3 separate regions of the Mus musculus genome follow, and regions 1 and 2 are each linked to region 3. A link is a contact called in public HiCAR-type and HiChIP or PLAC-seq data. All regions are on one chromosome and are shown on one strand. Each heading gives the region's core, a stretch centred on a gene start, on an enhancer-like site or on the middle of the called end of the contact. The rest is flanking DNA. Distances are from core to core; before and after follow the strand shown.

Region 1 (2,700 bases), core at 89-2,588, 80 kb before region 3:
AAGAAAAGAATTTATATGCCAAGGATGACCAATAAATGTGATGTACCAGACACCTGGTTCCAGTATTAACCACAAAGAGACAGCTCTGGATGGTTACTTGATAGAAACACGGGCATGTGGGAGAGTCAGTCTTACTTAGATGTGAGCAGGCAGAGGCCTCGGGTGACATGTGGCTCCATGAGGCTAGTCTCCCATTGTTTCACAGTCTCCCTTTTCTTATATCAAAATCTGTTTCTGTATCTCGCCAGTCCCTCAGCCCTGTAACTCAGAGTTAGTTTAATCCCAGCTCCAAATGAAAGATAAAAGCAGCATGCTACCCTTGAAATATTAAGCCACAGTAATTTTCATTCCCCGTAAGTGGTGGTGCCCTATGACCCCTCTCTCTGTGAATCAATGGGTTCTACCACTCCAGGGGAAGGCTGAATTCCTAACTAGAACAAAGCCATTACCCGGCTTAGCGTGTCAAACTAAATTTCTTAAGTTCACAGCAAGATAATTCCAGGCTTTGTTAAAAGTGAAAGGGTTTTGCCTAAATCCAAAAAGTTTTCATTTTCAACATCTTCGAAGCCATGCCAGGGGTTCAGGGTGCAGTTTTACTGCAAGGCTAAGGTCTTCGAATGGCTCGCGTGAATCTCTGAAAGGCCATGAAGACTTTCTGAGAGTTACGGGCTCTCTGGTGATGTGAAGGAAAGAGGTTTTAAGATTGTCAACTTTATATATTCTTTCTTAAAATTCTCTGCCTCTGGGATTTGCTGTAATTTACTGGCCTTCCTCTCCCATCCCAGTCTTTGCCAGCAGTTCCTATGCCAATTTTATATCCACCTCCCACCACCTGAATTCCTGTACGCAGCCCCAGGAGACAAACCCTCCGGGGCACTAAATGACTCGCTGATTGAAGAACTGCACAGTCTGGGAGGAGTGCCAGGCAGGCTCCTGGAGGGCAGCGAGGGCAGCAGCATCCATTCACCTCTTTTTTTCTATACATGGGAATTCACATTCAACATGGCTGCCATGAAGACTCACATAGAAACAGTTCATCAGGAAAATGAACTCAAGGCTTCTTCTAACAGAAGGTGTGGCTGTTGGGTTAGCTGACTGGTTGGACAACAAGCCCTGACTCTGCGGGTAAGGCTCAGTGTGAAAACATTCCACTGAAAAACAATGAATGGGAAATTTAAGGTTCTCAGGTTTCAACAGAAGGGGAATTTAGAGCACACACACAATGCAAAACACACTACAGGGGCTATATGGCTTTTGTAGTTACCGAACCTATGACAAAAGAAATGTAGGTGTTGACATGACGAAGATGGAATTTTCCCAGAATTCTTTAAAGAGTTCAGAGGGAGAATAAGTTTGCTAAAAGGCAAAACAGAGAGGGAGGATAAGAAAGAGATATACTGTGTTGGGTAGGTTTTTGTTGGCTCAAACAAGAGGGAACCTCAACTGGGAAAATGCCTTCATCAGATTGCCCTGTAGGTAAGTCTGGGGGACATTTTCTTGATTAATGATTGAGGTGAGAGGGCCCAGCCCACTGTGAGCTGTGCCACCCCAAGCAGGAGGTATAAGACAGCCAGCTGTGGCAGCTACGGCGAGCAAGGCAGTGACAGAGTTCCTTCAGGGTTCCTGGTTCTTCTGCTTGTGTTCCTGCTCTGCCATTGTGATGGACTTTGATCAGAACGTGTAAGCCAAACAAACCCAGGCCTTCTCAACTTGCTTTCATCAAGGTATTTATCACAGTGAGCACATGCTAGGCCACGAAGCTCAAGTACAGAGGGTAGACAGGTGAAGAGAGTTTAGATGTAAAGGTAGGGGCTCCTACCACCCTCACCACAGGGAACTAAATGGTCGAGAAGCCAGTCAGCAGTGGAAAGAGTCAGCAACAAATAGATCCATTCGGAGGAGTTCAGAGCATAAACAATTGTTTCTTGATTGCCAGAAAAATTGCCAGCTAAGCTCACACCTATAGCATGGAATCACCACAGGGCACAGGAGACTGAAGTCAAATGTCATGCAGTAATAATGCTGAGAGACCACCCAGGCCTGACTTCACACAGCTGACCTGGGGTATGGAAGAATTTCCTAAGCCCCCCCAAAAAAATGTGTTGAGTGACACAGAAGGAAACTGGGAATTAGGATTGGTGGCTATTTAGGGGGAATAGGGGGAATGGCAGCCAGACTCTCAGGGCTCCTTATCCTCTGGCTCTAGAGGAAAACAGCCCCAAGCCTGGAATATTCCTTAAAGAATAGTTTTAAACCAGAAGAGACTCCTTATTGTAAAGTGGTTTCAGTTGTTTTGGACTGAACTTGAAATTTCATGTGACAAACATAACTTAAAGAAAAGAAAAAAGTTTCATTTTGGTTAAAAGTTCTTGCCCATCATCTCAGGGAGAGCATGGCAGAGCAGAACAGCTAACATCATGATGAGAGAGAGAGAGAGAGAGAGAGAGAGAGAGAGAGAGAGAGAGAGAAGACTGGGCTCCTCTGACAAAGCCTCACCCCCTGATCTTTCTCAAGTAGTGCTTGTAGCCATATGATAATGAAAAAGTGAATTCAGACCAACTTTAAAACTCCTCATAGCCCATCACTGTCTCAACACTGTTTAAAAGTTCAAAGCGTCTTCTGAGGCCCAAAGCAATCTCTTAACTGTAATCCCTATAAACTCAAAATTAAATAGTGATCACATACTTCCAACATACAATG
Region 2 (2,700 bases), core at 187-2,686, 130 kb before region 3:
CTCACACACACTTCGTGCTAGAGGATGAGTAGTGGCCTGGCTTTGCAATGAACCTGAAGTTTAAATCAGAGGATATCTACACCTTTTATTTGTCGCAGCTAGCAATCCCTCAGCCCACCTCAGAAAGAGCCACTATGCTGTCACGTGTAGAGCTGAAGTTGCTCTGTTAGCCTGAACGTCTGTCTCCCCGAAAGTTGGATTTTGAAGTGACTGTAATAAGGATTTGACAAATTATGGCATTATCAAATAGATGGTGTCTTGAAAAAGGGTGATTGCTGGTGTGGCTGGAGAGGAAGAGACAAATGAAGTTGCCTACAACATAGGGAATTACCTATTCCTGGAAGCAGTGGCCAGAAGTGTAAGGGCCAACAATGAAAGTCACTTAGCACCATTACTCCATGATTTCCCCCACCATCCCAGTCTCCCCTGCTGTCAGTCAGTGCTTTAGCTTTATATTCCCAAACAGCTCTGCTCCCAGAAAAGGTCAGTGGTCTGGATGCCTGCCATCTACCTCGTCTGCAACTGTCTGTGGTCCCAGGCTATTTCACATGATGAGGAGGACGGGCTGTGCAGTTTATATCGATTGCCGATTTGACAGGATGTAGGATCACCTTGGAGACAGATCTCTGGGCTTGTCCGAGATAGATTTTGTAGATTGGGTTAATTGAGGTGGAAAGACCTGTCCTAACTAAAAAGGGAGAAAACGAGCTAGCTGGCCACCAGCATCCTTTTCCCTCTGCTTCCTGACTGTGGAATCACCCTGACCAGCTGCTTTGAGCTTGCACCACGACTTCCTGCCACAATGCACTGTGCCTTGGGACTTGAGCCAAAATAAATCCTTCCTTCCTTCAGTTGCTTTTGTCCGGTGTTTCGGGTGTTTTGTTACAGCAACGAGACAAGTAATTGACACAGTCCTCCAACGTCCAAAGAGAGAGAAGACTCGATCGGAGCTCAGTGTACCGTGTGTGGAGAGAGCAGTGTCTTGCAGCACATTAAGAAGCACAAATGGGCTTTAGAACTCAGCTTGAATTAAAATACAGGCAGGAAATACAGACTGTTCCCACAAACACACCCTCCACTAACTGCTGCAGGTATAAAAGAGAGAATGTGCCGGCACAGTTCCTTGTGGACTTACCACTAAGACACCTCTCTAATTGTGAGCATACACGTTGTGAAGGGAAGGGGAAAAAAAATCTTTTTTTCTGGCCAGAGTGCAAGTCACCCTCTCTCTGACTCCAGAAGCCATGTGCACCACGTTTAAACAATGGGAGGAAACCACGGGCCGCTCAAAGGTCCCGCCGCAACCTTACTGACCAATTGTACCACTGAGGTTTCTGGCTGAGTGCCATAGGAGATGGGTTTTGGCTCAGACACATTCCCAACTGCCAGGATCTCAAACTGTGAAGCTAAGGATGCACTGATGGGCAAACCTCAGTGTTGAGTCATCAGACCCATGCCAATTTGTGCACGGGGCAGTAACAGACTCCGGAAACTGATGGGCTTATCAGATCTGTTATCTAAACCTCATCAAGTCTGTAAAAGGAGCCAGAGTGCAGGTCCGAGGGAAATGTTGCAACACTTCATTGTTTTATGGGAACGAGGAAGGTATCTTACTATAGGGGTTTTTTATTGGTAAAAACTTCCTGACTTGACCAATACTTGAAATCTACAGCAGTTTAATAGCACATCAGTGTCCCTGTGGTAGCATGGTCACTGTACCCCTGGTTCTAGGCCTGGGCTTGCAGATGAATCAGCGTGTCTTCTGATTCTGCACATTCTCTGACGTGTCACCGGCCCCGGCACTGGCCCCGGCACTGGCCCCGGCACAAACCCCCCATCCCCAGAGGCCTCTCCACAGCTCTGTAGCAACAGGAAATGAGAGGAATGAACCAGGTGTTCCCGAGCTGGCTCAACACCAGAGATATGTGCTTCAAGACACCTCCATGGTCACGTTCAGGCAAGAAGAAGTGCACACATATAGAAGAACTAAAGCAGAATCCAAGTATAAAATCTACTTTACAAAAGGCCACCAGGAGAAAAGAAAACCATGCATCTGTGAGGGGCTGTGGGAGAATTACTGTGTTCAGAGATCAAGCCCAGGGTGGACACTCCAAGGCCTCAACTGGATGTTCCAAAGCAACCAGCCACAGCTAGAGTAAGGAGACAGTTTTAAAACCAGTATGCACAGCTTCAACTGTTCACTCAGCAACAATGATCATTCACACTTAGTACTTCTCTACAGATCAAACTGCAGATGGGGGTGGAGGAGGGGGTGGAGGCAAGCAGTAGAGTCACACCTAACATGTGCCACAGCATAGGTCTGGCTCCTAGCCGCTCAAAAAGAAAGAAGCCATACCATGCATTTTCATTAAAATGAGTATATATATATCACATTACACATTGCTCAGGACTTTGGAATCATATTTCTTGGTATAACTTGATCTTTACAAATGCAAAGTTGCATGTTATGCAAATTTTTACTGAGCAAAAAACTTTTTAAAACTGATCATTTTATTTATAACAATTAACAATTGATATACAGATATTGTTTAAGCCTGAAACAGTATCTCACAGCTGTTACTCAGTTCCTGAGGTGGCTGAAGCAGGAGCATCACACATTTTAGAGTAGCCTGTCTAACAAAAGGAGATGCAGTCAAAAGGAGATACAACGAAAAGCCAAACCATGAGCAGTAGAACTGT
Region 3 (2,704 bases), core at 84-2,583:
TTGTTTGTTTTGTTTTGTTTTGTTGAGACAAGGTTTCTCTGTGTAGCCCTGGAATTCAAATGTAGTTCAGGCTGCCCTTGAACTCTTGGTTTTGTAACTGCTTGCTTCTGCCTCCTGAGTGCTAGGATTAAAGACAGGAGATGCCACCTGCTGCCACCCCCACAACCCAAAGTTCATTTCAGTTTTGCTTGTTTCTACTGGTTTCCCAAGACAAACAAACAAGAGCAAAGCAGGCTTTTCTGAAGTAGTCAATGACTGACATTTTCCCCATCCAGTTATCTTCAACAAAGAAAAGAATATCCTGTTTCATTGCCACGACCATTGCAGCTACAGAAATGCCATTTGCAGCTAGCGCCTTACTGCAGCCCTGAAATAAGTCAGGTATCCATAGGGGCCGCTCAGGACCCCTAGGCTATCCTGTTGGTGTTACAAGCCCAGGGACCACCCGCTGCACTTGAAGCTGAAAGTCAGTATCCCCACCACCACACCCAAAGACCTGCCTAGTCCCCTGCAAGCACTACTCTCCCTTTAACTGTGCCAGAAAGGGCAGCACTAAAGAAAAAGTGGGGGTAATTTGACACATTCATTAGAATCCCCACTTGATTTTGGCGGAGTGTGAAGGCTTGTGGAGACCAGGTAGCCAGCCTGTGCTGGCCTGTGCTGGCCTTGAACTGGCTAGGTAGCTAAGAATGACCTTGACTTCTGATTTTTCAGTCTGGGGCGTATACCAATACACTTGGATCCCCTTTTCTCTGTCACCTGACTTTCCACTGAAACATGAGACTGGGACCTGTCACCAAAGAAGGTTACGTTAATGCCAAGTGCTCCTCTGTGCGGTGCTAAAAGTTCTCTTTGTGGTCAACTGATAAAACATTGAACAAAGGCGGGTCTTGAGCTCCTCGCTGTCAATGGATAAAGGGAGCCTGTCCTTTCTACATCACACTGGGTTGCTTAGAGACCAAGAGATTTTTGAAAGCAACAAAAAACCTAGAGTAATTCTGAAACGTCTTCACTTAGATAAGAGGCCATAAAAGAAAGAAGCCAGGGGCCAGCTCCGGGGCTTCTGTGGACTCCCAGGAGGTCAAGAAGAGGCTCGAGGGAAGGGCATGTACAGAAACCCGGATTTCTCCTGTCTAGCTGCACCTGGGACCAAAGATCAGCTCCCACTGTAAAGCCATCCTCAGGGCCATCAGGGTGGGGCTGCACTGGGGCCAGGGCGAAGTCCCTCGGGGTGAGCCGCGGGCAGGTAGCCAGGCACCAGGCAGGACTCAGTCCCGGTCCCGCCCGGCCCAACCTGGCCCTGCCTGCCACCAAGGCTCACGTAGCGAGAGCGTGAGTCAGCACCATCTGCTCGGTGAACCCTGCCCACCTCCCGGCAGGGGACCGCCCCCGCTTAGCCCGCCTGCGGGTTCCACACGCTCAGAGGGGTCCCCAGCCCCAAGATGCTAGGTAGGCTCGTTTTCACAGAAAGAGGGGCAGGAGGGTAAGGGCCGAGAGGAGCCTGAGGGTGGTCCTTCCTTTGCATGATCTTGACCTTCTCCTAGTCCTGATGTTTCTTTGTAGAGAGAGCACTCAGGCTTGCAGACTGGCTGGCTGGCTGGCTGGCTGGCTCACTGACAGGGATGCGAGGGAGGGAGGGGTGCTGTAGGAGTCAAGACCCTGGGAGACTGGGAGCTGATGGAGGGAACTTTTGAAGGGGGTGGGGGCGGGGAGTCCCTTATCAACTGCATCTCTCTTGGTGTGGGGAATAGTTTGCATTTCCTGTAACTTGCACCTGTTTAGTTCTAACCACCAACTTTATAAAAGGAAATTGCCTACGTGCCTGACGGCTGAAAGACAGAATTAGAAGCACTCTTCGCTGAATGTGTGAATGCTGCAGGAACTCCAGTTAAGTTCTGGACCTACAGGGTTGAAAGTCTGAGTCTCCGGAGGGAACAAAAGAATGGCAAGCCTCCTTTAACTCTTCCAAGTACTCCCCCCCCCCCCCAAATTAGGGCACATTATAAAAAGGCTTTCTTTCTTCCTGCATTTGTGATATGCAAATTTCACTCCCTTTTCTTTCTTTCTTTCTTTCTTTCTTTCTTTCTTTCTTTCTTTCTTCCTTCCTTTCTTTCCTTCTTTCTTTCTTTCTTTCTTTCTTTCTTTCTTTCTTTCTTTCTTTCTTTCTTTCTTTCTTTCTTCCTTTCTCTTGTTTTGTTTTGTTAGTTTTTTGATTACTTTGTTTGGGCTTAAGATAGGGCATCTCTGCATAGCCCTGGCTGTCCTGGAACTCACTATGCAGACCAGGCTGGCCTCAAATTCATAAAAATCCACCTGCCTGACTCCTAGGATTAAAGGTGTGCACCACCACACCTGGGCTAATGTCACTTTTTTCTTTTCACACACACACACACACACACACACACACACACACACACACACACAGCTCACATGGCTCAGCTCTCTTGTGGAGGTCAGAGGACAATTGTGGATATTATTGTCTCCTTCCACTCTGTGCATTCCTGGTATTGAACTCAGATCTTCTGCTTGGCAGTCAGCACCTTCAGCAGCTGAACCATCTCACCAGCCGAAATGTTACTTTTTCAAAACCCGTGAGAGAAGCAAGCAGAGGTCTCAGAGACAGAAGGGTGCTTTTGAAGGGAAAGAAATATATGGAGAAGGGAAGAGAGAAAAGGGAGAGAGAATAAAAAGCAAAGTGGTTTAA

What was found. HiCAR-type assays count read pairs that join an accessible place to other places. HiChIP or PLAC-seq counts read pairs in DNA pulled down with a chosen protein or histone mark.
Region 1: a contact with region 3 is called in a HiCAR-type map of embryonic stem cells, with 3 times the contacts expected there. The contact joins the promoter of 1700104L18Rik here to the enhancer-like site in region 3. A contact is called at or near these places in 2 of 39 promoter capture datasets (liver and neutrophils), 1 of 15 datasets of contacts at CTCF or cohesin (CD8 T cells), 10 of 484 Hi-C or Micro-C datasets (CD8 T cells, bone marrow-derived dendritic cells, embryonic fibroblasts and 5 more), 14 of 115 datasets of contacts at active chromatin or transcription factors (CD8 T cells, the SCID.adh cell line, T-cell acute lymphoblastic leukemia and 6 more) and 1 of 9 other capture datasets (embryonic stem cells).
Region 2: a contact with region 3 is called in an HNF4G HiChIP or PLAC-seq map of pancreatic cancer cells. The contact joins two enhancer-like sites. A contact is called at or near these places in 18 of 484 Hi-C or Micro-C datasets (CD8 T cells, Th1 cells, Th2 cells and 8 more), 26 of 115 datasets of contacts at active chromatin or transcription factors (CD8 T cells, the SCID.adh cell line, T-cell acute lymphoblastic leukemia and 12 more) and 1 of 9 other capture datasets (embryonic stem cells).

The regions. Positions count from the first base shown.
Region 1 is chr12:54,232,277-54,234,976 of GRCm38.p6, forward strand. It overlaps 1700104L18Rik (RIKEN cDNA 1700104L18 gene), which reads left to right and starts at 1,339. Exons shown (of 3, transcript NR_108033.1): 1 at 1,339-1,476.
Region 2 is chr12:54,186,590-54,189,289 of GRCm38.p6, forward strand. The region is part of intron 1 of Egln3 (egl-9 family hypoxia-inducible factor 3); the gene reads right to left. Among named protein-coding and RNA genes, the nearest start is that of Gm40424, 11 kb to the left of the region's middle. Within about 2 kb of position 1,437, at least 76 of the 459 cell types and tissues checked have an H3K27ac peak or open chromatin away from gene starts, as enhancers often do. A contact at or near this core is called in CD8 T cells, the SCID.adh cell line, T-cell acute lymphoblastic leukemia and 6 more, where this site is marked.
Region 3 is chr12:54,311,953-54,314,656 of GRCm38.p6, forward strand. No RefSeq gene overlaps it. Among named protein-coding and RNA genes, the nearest start is that of Gm35895, 38 kb to the right of the region's middle. Within about 2 kb of position 1,334, at least 196 of the 459 cell types and tissues checked have an H3K27ac peak or open chromatin away from gene starts, as enhancers often do. A contact at or near this core is called in CD8 T cells, the SCID.adh cell line, T-cell acute lymphoblastic leukemia and 11 more, where this site is marked.